Linked DNA regions of Rattus norvegicus: region 1 is linked to region 2. Evidence: chromatin contacts called from public Hi-C data. All regions are on one chromosome and are shown on one strand. Each heading gives the region's core, a stretch centred on a gene start, on an enhancer-like site or on the middle of the called end of the contact. The rest is flanking DNA. Distances are from core to core; before and after follow the strand shown.

Evidence for each region. A called contact is a pair of places that touch in the nucleus more often than the background predicts.
Region 1: a contact with region 2 is called in a Hi-C map of liver, with 2.1 times the contacts expected there. The contact joins two enhancer-like sites. A contact is called at or near these places in 3 of 12 Hi-C or Micro-C datasets (hepatocytes, kidney and liver) and 1 of 1 datasets of contacts at active chromatin or transcription factors (oligodendrocytes).

The regions. Positions count from the first base shown.
Region 1 is chr15:42,604,769-42,611,809 of GRCr8, forward strand. All of the region lies in intron 5 of Msra (methionine sulfoxide reductase A), which reads right to left. Among named protein-coding and RNA genes, the nearest start is that of Prss52, 88 kb to the left of the region's middle. Within about 2 kb of position 4,308, at least 2 of the 93 cell types and tissues checked have an H3K27ac peak or open chromatin away from gene starts, as enhancers often do. A contact at or near this core is called in liver, where this site is marked.
Region 2 is chr15:42,560,507-42,567,328 of GRCr8, forward strand. The region is part of intron 5 of Msra (methionine sulfoxide reductase A); the gene reads right to left. It overlaps LOC120097017 (a long non-coding RNA gene), which reads left to right. Exons shown (of 3, transcript XR_005494053.2): 1 at 1-2,090; 2 at 4,421-4,511; 3 at 4,610-4,878. Among named protein-coding and RNA genes, the nearest start is that of Prss52, 44 kb to the left of the region's middle. Within about 2 kb of position 1,890, at least 29 of the 93 cell types and tissues checked have an H3K27ac peak or open chromatin away from gene starts, as enhancers often do. A contact at or near this core is called in liver, where this site is marked.

The DNA.
Region 1 (7,041 bases), core at 3,058-5,557, 47 kb after region 2:
GTGTGTGTGTGTGTGTGTGTGTGTCTGAATGTGGTATATGCATGTGTGATGTGTGTGTTCCCATGCATGCATGTGGAGGCCAGAAGATGACGTTAGATGTCCTGTTCTATTAGTCTTTATATCATCCTCTTGAGAATCTCTTCTTGAATCTGAAACAGGTTCCAGTATTTTTGACCTACACCCTAACACTGACATTGCAGGCCCATGTGGTCAGGAGGCCACGTTGGCATTTTATGTGAGTAGTGGGGAGTTGAATTCATGTCCTTGTGCTTGTATAGCAAGTGCTCTGACACACTAAGCCATCTTCCAGCTCCAGCAAAAATTTGTTATTGTGAGCTTATAACATAAGCAAAGAATTGAACTCTGGAGTCGGCATTTCTTACAATGCAACTCCATTGTGCTGTGTTCTAAAAGATATGCCTAATATCTGCTGGTAATAAGAAACTGAATTATATGGTTCTTCATCACTGTGAGGATGTGTCTAATCTTATTTAATTCCCACTTTGTGTGGGAAATGAAATAGTGTGTGATATGTGTGTTCCATACATGTAGGTGTGGATGTGCATGGAGGGAGTCTGTGTGTATGCTCAGCAGGGAGTATGTGTTATGGGGGTGATGCATAGGCCCCCCATGTGACTTGCTCCCAGATCTGCCTGTACTCCTGTACCGTATAGAAGCATCGCCTGTCAATAAAAGCTGATGGCTTATTAGCTGAGGCAGGAAATAGGAGGTGGGAGTTCTGGTAGGGAGAGAGGAACTCTGAGACAGAGTCGGGCATGGGAAGAGATTTGCCCCAAACTCTGAGGAGACAGAAGCATGAAGTTGAGAAGAGTAACCAGCCATATGGCACCCATAGAATACAATACCTGGGCTAATAAGGTTGTGAGTTGGTCAGGGAATAAGCACTTGCCTATGGCCTAGGCATTTGTTCACAAATGATAAGGCTCAGAGTCATTATTTCTGGAACTTGGGTGCAGGTAGAAAACCCGCAGTTATAATTCATGAAGGAGAAAGACTGTAGAGAGAGGGGACCAGAGAGTCACAAGTCCAACTGCAGTCACATGGATGAGTCAGGCAACATGGGAAAACATCCTGGCAAGAAGCAGAGTCACAACACTGACCTAAAACAAACATGTCTGTGACGAGACCCAAGAGTGGAGCTTTAGGAGTTTTAGGAGAAGAGATAATCTTGGTGAACTGAGAACCTCTGGCACGAGTGCTTCAGATCCTGATCCTTGTGACTGAAATATGAAAAGCTCCCATAGGTTCATGTGTTTGAATATTTGGTGCCTAGTTGGTGATGTTTTGGGTGAGATCTGGAGCATTTTGGAGGTGGAGCTTCTCTGGAGGAAGTGGGTCATTTGGGGTGGAGCTTGGGAGTTCTACAGCAAGCCCACTTCCTGTCCTCTCTCGGTTTCCCGCCTAGGGATGCAGTGTGACCAGCTGCCTCAGTGTCACTCCCTATCCCGTGATGAGCTACCCACCCTTAAACCCTGAATCACTCAGTGTCACTCCCTATCCCATGATGAGCTACCCACCCTTAAACCCTGAATCAGAGCTGCTTTCATCAGGTGTTTTGTCATAGCAAGGAGAAGAACTAGAGCTCCATTCTAGAACCACCGAGAAGTCACTGCAGTTAACTTAACCCGCTCGTTCGTGATTCTCTGTGTGTAACACACTGAATGGCCAGCCATTTTCAAGCACATGTGGACAGCTTTGGAGAGGTGGTAGTCAGATGACTGGAAGACAGGATTTTCCCTTGGTGGTCACATAGCTCTTGACCACAGGGCAACAGTAGAACGCAGGCCCTGCATCTTCCTTTGCTCCTCTTTGACTAAATGAGAGGCTCTGGTCTTGCGGCTCAGAGCTAAGGATCCCATGGCAGTGTTACGTAAGAGGCTGCTACTTGGGACTACAGAGTGTTCTGCCTTCAAAATGATCTTTGGGTAAACAAGAGCCACAAGTAGTGTCTCCCAGAGAGATACTCAGCAAGACAGAGGATGAATCAACTCATTCATTCATTATTGACACACACATGTGTCAGCACAGGATCTGAGCTAGCAGGGCCCATAGTGTGCAGATGATCTCTTTGGTTGGAGATGTAGGACTTGACTTAAAAATCTCTGCCCTTTATTGTTATGTTTCTGTTTTCTTGTGAAGTCTTCAAATGAATATATGCCATTTTAAAGATGTGGCACAAACCCGCTGGCTGCACTTAGGGGCCACAAGGGATTTATCCCCCAAAGAACAAAATGCCACATTTACATTTGTGGAATAAGGAGACCGGGGTTGCCTCCAGTCACAGTGCTCTCCCCTGAACTGATCAGGAGACAATGGTTTTGGAAAGCAATTTGCAAATGGGTGATACAATAGACACACACTTTCCACTGGGCAGGGAGTGTGAGAAAAACACATGCTAGAAACAAATTTTAATCATCATAAATCAGGCTTCCATTTGCTCAACTGTAATAACACAACCTGCAGCTCATCATGAGGCTTCCTGCCGCCCGCCCTCAGAACACGATTGCTCCTGCAGGACACGCAGCATGGGTTGTTGCATCTGACGTGCAAACAATTACATCCCGTGTCAGCTCTGCTTATATACTGTTGGGAAGGGAGACAGACAGAAGCATCTCAACAACTGGAATGGCCTTGCACTGAGATGCCGCAGAGCTGCAGATATGGTGAGCACTGGGTTCACTGAGAGACCCTGTCTCAAAGAGTAAGATGGAGGGCTGGAGAGATGGCTCAGCAGTTAAGAGCACTGGCTGCTCTTTCAGAGGACACACACTATGTGCATCTTAGCTCTTAACCATCTGTAAATTCAGTTCTAGGAGCTACAACATCCTCTTCTGGCCTACCCAGGTACCAGACAGATCTATGATGCACAGACAAATGCAGGCAGAACATTAATATATATATATAAAATAAAATAAGGTAGAGAAGTGACTGAGGCAGACATTCAACACAACCTCTGGCCTCCACATGCACTTGCATGAGTCAGTGCACCTGCCCAACACAAACCATACAACACACAATATGTTACATATAACACACAATATGTTACATATAACACACAATATACAATATATACCACTCTGACCAGTTTAGGCCTCAAGGACAGAAGTTTATAGACTAATGGGCCCTTTGACTAGAACAAGCAGATGTTGCAATGGCTACAAACACAGCAAGCCAAGGCAAGAGGGAGTTGGCAAGGAAGAGACTTGATGTCATACAATCCCTGCAGTAGCCCCAGTGGCAACTTGGACATCCAATTCAGAGCAAAGTCATGGCACTTACTCTTAGTTGAAGGCCCCCAGCCAACCAGTACAGGGTCAGCTTCCCGTCACTTTTGTAGCGGTGGAGTAATTAAACTGCTTTGGTTCCCAGTGGGTCACATGTGCACCCGCCCAAGAGCTCTCTGGATTCTCGAAGGAAAGATACACATAAGCAGCTAACTTTGATATGCCTTGACTAACTCAGTGGTTGAGCATTTTTCATCCTCCCCTCACTGAGCTTACATTCTCCCCTCCAACTTTCCTGTATCAACCTGTATCAATCTACATTTCATCTCCGCTACCCCAGACCCAATTGGGTGAGTAGTGACCTCTAGGGTCATTTTCCCAAATCCCTACAAGACTGGTTGTTTTCTTTCCTGCAGGTCTTACATCTGATCCTTCTCCCTCTGAGTCATGGTGATTCTCTATCTCTCTTCTCTCTCCCGGCCCCTTGCCTGCACAATCGAGAAGCCCCTCTTCTATCTTTCTGCCCAGCCATTGGCTGTATGGCAATTCTTTATTATCAGTTGAAGTCAGTTGGGGGCAGGGCCCTCAGGTCTGGAAGTATGGCTTTTTTGGGAGTAGAAATTTGACAAAGCATTAGAACCAATCCCCTACACGCTTTCACTAGAGAGGGCATGCTGAGGTGTGGTGTCAGGAAAATGGCTGCCTAGGTTCCTCTGAAGAAGTTTGAGGGCTGCCTTTGCTAAAAATAGGGCCCTATAAGGGTACACAGTTATCTGATGGGGATGATTATGGGATGGGGGATGAGGCCTCCCTGGCTTGAGGCTGTTCCACTCTGCTGAATCTACTCAGCTCTGTGAACAACCTCACTTATCAGTGCAGACGTGTTTCCCCAGGGCTACAACCCAGGGTCAAGTTGGGCTGCCTCCTGAGAGGGTACGGTGTGCTCTTCCACTCTGCTCTCGTGTTTTCTCACTGACTCTAGAGCCTATAGTTCCTCCAGCCTTGCCAGAAGGCCCACACTAAACCATAAGGCCAGGATGTTTATGCAGGCTGGTACCAGCAGAGAGAAACTCAGCAGTTCCTGGGTTAGGTAACCACCCATTAGCCTGAGAACCTCTAGGGAAGACTGTCTGCACACGAGATGGAAAAACATCTTTTGAAACTGTGCCCATGACCAATGGTCAATTTCCGAACTTTAGTCCACTGCAGAAAATCAATGAAGCCACTAAATTCTTTGATGGGTGAACAATCCTTTGCTCTTAATGCCCTGTGGCTTCAGCTGAGATCTCAGAAAAGCTTTGCTTGTTTTGTTTGTAACATGTAGCTTGGACTCATACACAACACACACACACACACACACACACACACACACACACACCTATAAAATACTTTTATTTTATGCCTTCATGTATGTCTGCACACTACATGTGTGCCTGGTGCCTATGGAGGTAAGAAGGCACCTGGAACTAGAGTCACAAATGGTGTGACCTGTGATGTGCATGCTCCCAGGCACTGCGCTATCTCTCTACCCCAGCTTAGGCCCATGTCTACTGTACCTCAGTTGTAAGATTCCACCATCAGCTCTCAAGCTCCGTGGGTCTGTGTGCTTCAGAGACCATGGGAACTTGCAAGCTTTCTCCCAGGGTCTACATGATCAAAGCCCCCTCCTCACTGATAACGTGGTGTATTTCTTCTTTCACCTTTATGATCTCAGGAGTGTAAGTGGAGTTTCCCAAGAGCTACAGTAGATGCGATTGACGGCCTCACTCCAGCAGCTGAGACATGTGCTTGGGTCAAAAAAGTGCCCAGTTCCTATCTCTAGGTGATGAATAGCAAATAGAAACTCTTTTTTTGGGGGGGGGGTAGGATTCCTGAATAATTCTTGAAGGTTTAAAGAGGTCCTGAGAGCCCAAACTCTGAGGATCACTAGTCAAGGTTAAATCTGAACGACAATGGAAACCCATAGGCCTGCCTATGAGCTAGAGTCTACAACAGACGAGGACAAAGACAAAGTCTGAAAGGCTGGGGCTGTCATTTAACTATTTCACAGCTGACTCATAAGTAGACATTGTTGATACCAAGTATGGAGCAGGCCTAGTCACCACCACATGGCATAGGGAGCTGGCAGTTAACTCTCTCCTAAACTCCTAACTGTAGCTCACCTCCCCTCACCCCTCACAGGCAAGTCAGAGGAAGAAGCACGTTGCTAGGAAACAGCTATAGCTCTCACTTCCTTAGCATCATCTTTGCTCCCCATGCTTTCCTTACCATCAGCTGTGTGGTCAAGGTCAAACTCCAGGGAAAATCATGTGACTGGTGTCTCTGAAGACTTCTGTGTAAACTATGATGTATTAGGATGGGAAGAACATGTAGGGAATAAAAGGCAGGCAACAGAGCCAGGGGCCCATCCTCCATGGAACATAGGATTAGACCCATTTTAGAGACTAGTGGAGACAGAGTGTGAGTTACTTACTCAGGTTTAGACAAGTCTTATCTGATGCCAGAATCTAGACACTATATTTTAGGTCCACTATTCTGAGGTCCACTATTGACCTCAAGATCAAATCATTTAGGGATTTTTTAAAAGTTCACATCAGTCAGCTCTACCCATGAAGGTTCTAATTCCATGGATGTGGGTGGGACTCTGGAAGCTTCAGAGTTTATCAGAGGACCCACTTCTTCTTGGCCTCAGCTACAAATGCCATTTGGGGAAGGTGGAAAGCTTGTTCCAGCCAACACACCTAGCTGGATGTTTTGGGGTCATGTTTTTCTTGAAGAAATAAGACTTTTAGTATCATGTGAGAATTGTTCTTTGTATGAGGACAAGCAGGTATCAGGTAACTAGAGAAAGTGATACATGAGTGTGTCACCCAGTGACTCCATAGCCAGGAGTCACCCATACATTTTCATAATTTTGGTTCTGCGTACAGTTTTCTATGACACTCACCTCTGCAGCATACTGACACTTGGGAACTACTTTGAGAACTGAATTGAGTGTGGTAAAGTAGGTACTGTGATCCTGTAGCCTCGTGTATGGGTTAAAGACAGGCATGACCCCCACATGACCACTGGAATACAGTTTGATAATCTGATGCTGTGGGCCCGAAAGAGTCTAGGTTCTGGCACTGGCTCAGACTGAGGCTCATCTGGAACAGGCCGCTGTGGCTCCTTGGTAATTTGGGGCCGTGTCCAAACTTTGGGGTCTCAATCTCAGCATTCATGTAGACTTGATTTCCCATGTTACATAGAACAGATCTCAAATCAGCATGGCTTGATCCACCTAAATTTGAGGCTGGAGTGGGAGAGGGCCTGAGAAGGTAAGAGGGCATGTCACCAAGCCCACACAATCCCTCCTACATAGTGAGACAACATGGTGGGGAATCCTACTGTCTTACCAGAAACACACCAACAAGAACTCAAATCAAGGACAGGGCAAGTGTAGAAATGATCTGACTCCTGATACATATGTTGACTTCCCCATAGATCTTATGCTTGTTCGATTCTCTTTTTGTGGCAACAAAATACTTGATCAAACCAATATAAGCATAGAGAAGGGCGGGGCAGCAGACGTCACTTGAGGCAGCAGGTCACATGGCCCTCAGAGTCAGAAAGGCAGAAAGGGAGAGGGCTGCTCAGTTTGCTCTCTTTATACTGTAGCCCATAGATGACGCCACCCACATTTAGGTTGAGTCTCCACATTCCAATGTACTGTATCTAAAAGTCTCCTACAGAAATGCCTACAAGCTTGTTTCTCAGCCCTATCAGGGTGACATCATAGATCCCAGCAGAAGTAGCT
Region 2 (6,822 bases), core at 640-3,139:
CAGCCCTGCTTCCAGTCCTGTTTTCTGCTTTGTGATCTCCCAGGATGTAAGGAGCTGATGTCCCATACCCCCACTACAACTAATAAACTCATCTCAGCTGCTGTGGTTCACTGTATCCTCTGAAATTGGGAGCCAAAATGCCAGCCCCCTCCCCCATCAGTCGCCACAGGGAGCATAACAATACTCTTGTGGAAATCAATTGATTGATCATCCATGTGAGTCCTGACATCCCAAATGCGCCCCTTAGCCTCTCCTCACTCCACTGCCACCTCAGCAGTGTGACTCCCACAAGAAGGTGACAATAGGTACTTGAGCATCTCTCAACTAGACTGTCATGGCCTGCAGAGTGTAGGCCCCTACAGCAGGTACAGGGTTCAGAGTCAGTGTGGATCCACAGGTGTATTTCTCCTCACACATCTGTTCCCACTCCTCAGTTTTCCCTGTCATCAGCCACACTGTGAGGAACCTTGATAGTCTTAGCTCCAACCTCGTTCATTCACTACACACACGCACACGCACACACACACACACCACACACACACGCACACACACATACACACACACATAAACACACACATGCACACACACACTCGCGCACACACACCACACACACATGCACACACATGCACACACATGCACACACACGCACACACACGCACACACTCGCACACACACACACACACACACAGAGAGAGAGAGAGAGAGAGAGAGAGACAGAGAGAGAGAGAGAGAGAGAGAGAGAGAGAGAGAGAGAGAGAGATTTCGTTCTCCAGACCCCAGTTGCTTCTGGTCCCAATTATTTTAATCCTTATGCCTTCTCCCACTGAGTTCCTGGTCAGGAGGAGCCTCACTTCCCCACTCTGCCCTGCATTTCCAGAGCAGCTTGGTTGTCACCTCCTCGGTGATGGCTGTGGATTGTCCCCAGGACTGTGCCCCAGAAGCAGAGCTGTGTCTTTCCTACATGCTGTGCATCCCTGCCGTTTATTGCTCTGACAGCCACATGGATGACTGTACTGATACCCGTCCTCGGAACCAGCCCAATCCCCCTGTCATGATGTCATGCCTCTTACGCTGTAGTGGGTGGTGACCCTACAAAACACTCAGCCCAGGAGATCTCTCAGGCTTCTCATCTTGGTTGTGCCAGTTTCTCCCCTTGGACATGAGGCACTTGAGGACAGGGACTGTCCTCTTTCCACCTTTGCAGCCCCAGCCGGAACCTGGCACACAGCAGGTGCCGATAAATATTTGCTAAATAAAGGAATGCATGACTTCAAACTCGGCTTTTAAAGTTCTGCAGCCCTTGGAAAATTCCACAGTTTATGCAGCTGCTCCTGTCCTCTGTACAAATAGGCACTTTATCAATCCAAGGCTGGCAGCAGATCTGCTGAGCCTAACTCAAGCCTCGGGCTCCTTCCCAGAGCAGTCCCTCCACTCAAACGGGGCTGCATCTGCCTCCCTTGATAGGTGCTTCTGCCAGGAGCCAGGAAAAGCTTGATGCATGCCTCCCCTTCCCAATGCTATTTTCAAAGCAACTCAGAAGCAATCGTGATATTTTTTGCCCTTAAGAACAAGACAACTCCTTTGACATAATAAGGTTAAAAAAGAAACTGAAAAAAAAAAGAAAGAAAGAAAAAGAAAGAAAAAAACTCTGCACTGCATTTCCTTTCAGCTGGGTGGAAAAACCCAATCTCCAGTTCCAGCTGGCAGGCTGTTGGACTCTCGCTTCTGAGGAGAAGGGGAGCGGAAAGATCAGCCCTGTGCAGCTGAGGACTTATTTTTGGCTGTGCAGCTGGTGAGGAGTTGCTGGCAGCAGGCAGCATCTCCTCAGCACCGAGGCAGGGGCATGACACTGCATGGACAGAAGAGCCCTCTTTGGGGCTGGGTACCACACTCTCCTGTTGGCAACACTGACAGGTTGGAATGATTCTGGGCAAAGGACTCCAATGGGTGACCTCTGGGTCCGAGGGACTTGAGGTTCCCTCGGGAGAAAGGGACGTTTACTGAAACAATGGCTTCAGGAATCCCCCCTATTGCCCTTGAGGACAGTCCTGGGCTGAAAGAGCAGCAGTACTAAAGCAACATGGGAACAGGTGAGTGAAATGGCGGAGTCAGAGTCCAGGTCTCTCACTATGAAGGGAGCAGTTCCTAAGTGTTTGACAAGAGAGAGTGACCAGACTTTCACATAACTGTGGAATGCCTATCCACCAGGAATGTGGGTAGAAGAATCGTCTTTGGGTTTGCACGCACACACTCACCCATGCACACGCACATGGACTGGAAAACAGTGGGGGGTGGGGATGACTATGACGTTATCTCTATGGCCAGTAAAGACCACTCTTTTTTTCTTGAAACATGATCTCCTGTGTCTGGTGCTAGCCCTTAAACTTGCTATGTATCTGAGGATAACATCGAACTTCTGATCTTCTAACTCCACCTCCCAAGTGCCGGGTTTACAGGTAGATACCACCACATGTGCCTTCATACCTGGTTTTTATGTGCTGAGGATTGAGCCCAAGGCTCCATGCATGGCAGACAAGCACTCCACCAACTGAGATTCATTCTTAGTCTGAGACTTAAATTTTTTAACAGCCTCCAAAATGTAGATTTCTATTTAGAACTTAAAAGATCCATTGTCTTTGATCAGAAGCATTATTACCCATTTGCTTTGAGCCCTGTCTGCTCTGTCTATCAGGACGATGATATGACAGCCCAAGGTCAAGGTTAGCTCAAGAAGGAGCAGAGGCTTCTGTCCACTTCATCTGTCAAAGCAATGAGACAATGGCCTTGTTTCTCTGTCTTTTTTCTTTTTCTGGTAATTTAGAACAACAGGAATAAAAAGTCCTAAAGACTAAGAAAAAAAAGTATTATTCAAGAGAGAGTTTAGGTTTTTTTTTTAACATTAATATTCCATCCAGATACTCAATACTTCAAAAACATCTTCCTGTTTAATGTAGCATATTTTAAAATGGAAATCTAAAGCAAGAGAGTATGGAGTATGGAGAGGCCGCTCACTGACAGAGTGGCCTCTATTCAAGCTTAGGGGTGTGTGCCAGCCTGCTTTTAGCTCCCATCCTGGATTAAACCATGGTGAAGACAGGGTTCTGTCCAAGGGGACCTCTGGACAGCCCATTAAAGCCTAGACCAGCCGGCGGTGCTAAGAAAGGGTATGGAGCCTCTCTTGTGCTCCCCCATGGCATGCTGTACTAAACTCACCCCCAAAATCCTGGCCCCCCAAACCCTTTGGTCTTCTGGATTTCCTTGCAAATGGGCTCAACCCGATGGACATTCATGGAGCTTCTATAAAGTACCAGAATCCATGGTTAGTCCCAGAGGGGTAACATGCAGGAAGAGAAGGTTCTAGTCATTTGGACCCTTTGTTTATACCTACGAGTTATTTCACATACATCAGAGGGGGCTCAGAAAAACACAGCAGGGCCAGAGGGAGTACAGGGGATAAGAGATCCAGGAATAAAGGTAAAACACACACCCAAGGGTCACCGAGTCTTTTCCTGCTGCTAAAACAGAAACACAGCTATGGCTGTACAGCTCAGCAGCCTTACTCTTCAAACTGTCAGGGGATGAAAAGCCTTGCATAGAATTCCAGGGTTTGAAAGATGGAGTCTGGCACACAGTAGGCACTTGAGATGTTGCTGCTCGGATGCTAGCCAATGTCATCAGTCTCTGAGAGGCCATGCCTTGGGGCACAAATATCAGACTGATTAGCTTTGGCCAGAGGCCCCAGGAAGGCCTTTCCCAGTAACTCTCACCAAGTTCTGGGAGGCTCCATGGGAGCAGGCCAAGAGCTACCGTGGTAAGATTCTGCTGCCACGTCAGGTTGGGGCCACGTGACATATCCTCACCCTCAGTGGACTTGAGAAACTTCACTTACTCAACACAAACATATTGAGCTTCTAAATAAAGGTACGGTGTGAAGAAACAAAACCAAAGTAAACAGAACAAAAAGAAGGTTCTAGAAACACTTTTTTCTTTTCGTTTTTAGACACTGTCTCACTATTGAGCCCAGACTGGCCTGGAGCTCACTGTGTAGACCAGGTTAGCTGTGAACTCACGCCTGCTTCTGCCTCCCAAGTGTTGGGATTAAAGGCCTGTGCCACCATGCCAAGCTAACAAACATTTCTAAGGGCAGCACTCCTGAGTTAAGAGTAAATGCTCAAGGGCATTCAACAAACACATTAACTGGCATCAAGTTCGAGGCTTCCCCGGAAGTCCTTCCCCTGCAGAGCCTACCACCATCTGCACTCATCCTGAAGAGCGTCCATGGCAGGCCGTGCTCAGGGGACCACAATGTGTGTTCTCATCATGGTATTAAAAAGCTCTCAGTTCCGTTTCCCTGCACTGTGTCTCTGCTTATTCTCCCAGTGGTATTTACCTTCAGTGATATAGCCTCTTCTGCTCTAAGCTCTACCAACTGGGAAATGAGAACCCGCTGAGCTGCCCCATCTCTGTCTTTGAGAAGTGGCGTTTCCTTTTACAGCTCCTGCCACTTGATGGTAAGTAGACTACAGGACAGAGAGAGGGCTTGGGAAGGGAGGAGGGGATGTCTCTGAAGAGCAGGCATTGAAGCTATATAAGGGCTTCCTTCTGGCAGGCTGTGCTTTTGCCAAGGATGTCGAGTCACACAGATTCACACATGTGATTTCCACGGAGCCCTGATGAGCAGTGTGGACAAGCCAGCATACATTTGAGCATAACCCACCTGGACAGCCATGTAAAGACCGACAGAAACAGGAATCTCTATGAAGTGCCCTGTTCAACTTCAACCTGGGACTATATGTTTCAGACCACCTTGTTCTTATTTTATTTTATTGCCTCTTTATAGCAATAAAATAATTTATAAATAAAATAAAATGGACTGTCCATAGTCTCACAGACTTCGGCATTCTTCAAGCAGGTGGGGCAAAAAGCTATTCTTTCCAGCTGGGAAGAGTAGAGAACAGATGGGTGTGTCTTTCCGGGGACTCCAGGAGCCTTTCGACTGTCCTGTACTGAAAGAACTTCTGTAGCCAAGGTGCACACCATCAGGAAATGTAGACTTTCCCAACATTTCACCACAAATGAAGGAGCAGTGATTACAATATGCCTGGCTCTGAGTTGAGGTAGATTATGCAAGATGCTACCCAGACTTCTGCACTAACATGCAATCTGGCCTGGACCTATGGCTTCTGCCTCCCCTGTTCTGTCCATATGGCCTCTTTGTGTTCATGTGATTTCTTCATGTCATGTGAGGCAAGTGCATGATGTGTTTGGGAATAGGGCCTTAGCACCGTGTTTTAGCCCTTTCCCTGGCTGAGTGAGGAACCATTGGGAGGGAATTCATCGCTTCAAGGGGAGGGAGAGTTGATTTTCTTTTAGAATGTGGTCCCATGTAAGCTGACCATGCCCCAGTGTATGGCCCTACACCTGTGACATACTGGCAGCAAACTGGACTCAGTGGGCTAAAGAAAGTGTGCATGAAGTTTTGAGGGAAAAACGGTAGAGTGGGAGAGACTCCTGGTGGACTTGATCAAAACATATTATATATGCATATATAATTCTCAGAGAATAATTTAAAATATTTTTTATAGAAGGAAGCTAGTTGGTAGAAAGATCAGAAACCCTTATGGCCCTAGCTATGTGTAGCTAAGCAAATTATGCATAAGGAAAGCCTGCAAGGCCTTCTGGAGGAGGCTGGTGCATGCACATGACCCACACAGGATCAGAACTTCTTGATGCTCAGAGGCTCTGAGTGTCTGACTTCCCAGCTCAGAGCCTGCTTCCACTCAGGAGTGTCCTTTTCCTTTCTTAATAAACTGATAGGCTAAAGTAATAGAAATGTTATTTCTGTCACTACCCATGTGTTTCTAGTCCAATTTATCCATCTGGGACACAAGATCTGGAGCTCTCAGGAGATGTGCTCTGGACGCTGATCTATAGCAATCTCCTGCCTCAAAATACTGCTGGAGATTTAGTGTTTGGCCTTAGCCCAATGGTCTAAGAAATGGGCTTGCTGGTGTAAGTGCTTCAGTGATCATTTAGCCCTGGGATGGCAGAGTCTGCCGTTACCATTTTACCCACTCCCTTTGCTGGGCTGCACAAAGGGAAGGGGAGGGGAGTCTGGGAGTCTCTGCCTCGGTAGAGCTCTGGTAGTGGAGACAGCTTGTTTGAAAACACAAGCTATTGTCTTTGGAACCACCGGCTCTGGCTGCCAACAGTGCAGGTGCCTAATGCTAACTCTGGCTTCTCTACCAAAGAAACACCAACAGCCTCTTTCTTCTGGAGAGACTCAGGAGAACAGCTCTCGGAAGGAAGGTGATGAAGTGATACAGTACTTAAGTGTCAGTCTCAACATACCAAGCGCAGAGCTAGTCAATTGCTATCAGATCCCTAGAAACCCAGTGTGAACATGGGTGTGGTTCTGGTCTGCCCAATCTGCCGGATCTGCTGTCTGTAGCAGGTCTAAGTCCTATAAGCCAGGCAGGCACAACAGATGTCTGGTTATCCATTCGCTGGGTGGCCCTGCAGCTTGTATGTGGCATTTTCCTGTCAGCCCTACTCACGTACAGACATGGGACTTGCACAGTGACCAGGTGCCTAGTCATGTATTACACTAGCAATCATCCTGACTTAGTGGCCATGGAGCCATCTGACCATACCCGTAGGCTGATGATATGATATCGGCTGCTTCTGTGCAGATTAGAAGCTATACCAGGCATCTGCAACTAGGCCGCCCCTGAGCACTTACGATTCTGCACTGCAATGGAGTACTCAGACCATTTCTAGGCCAGCCATGAACCATGCATTCTGCTTACATCACTGTCACTA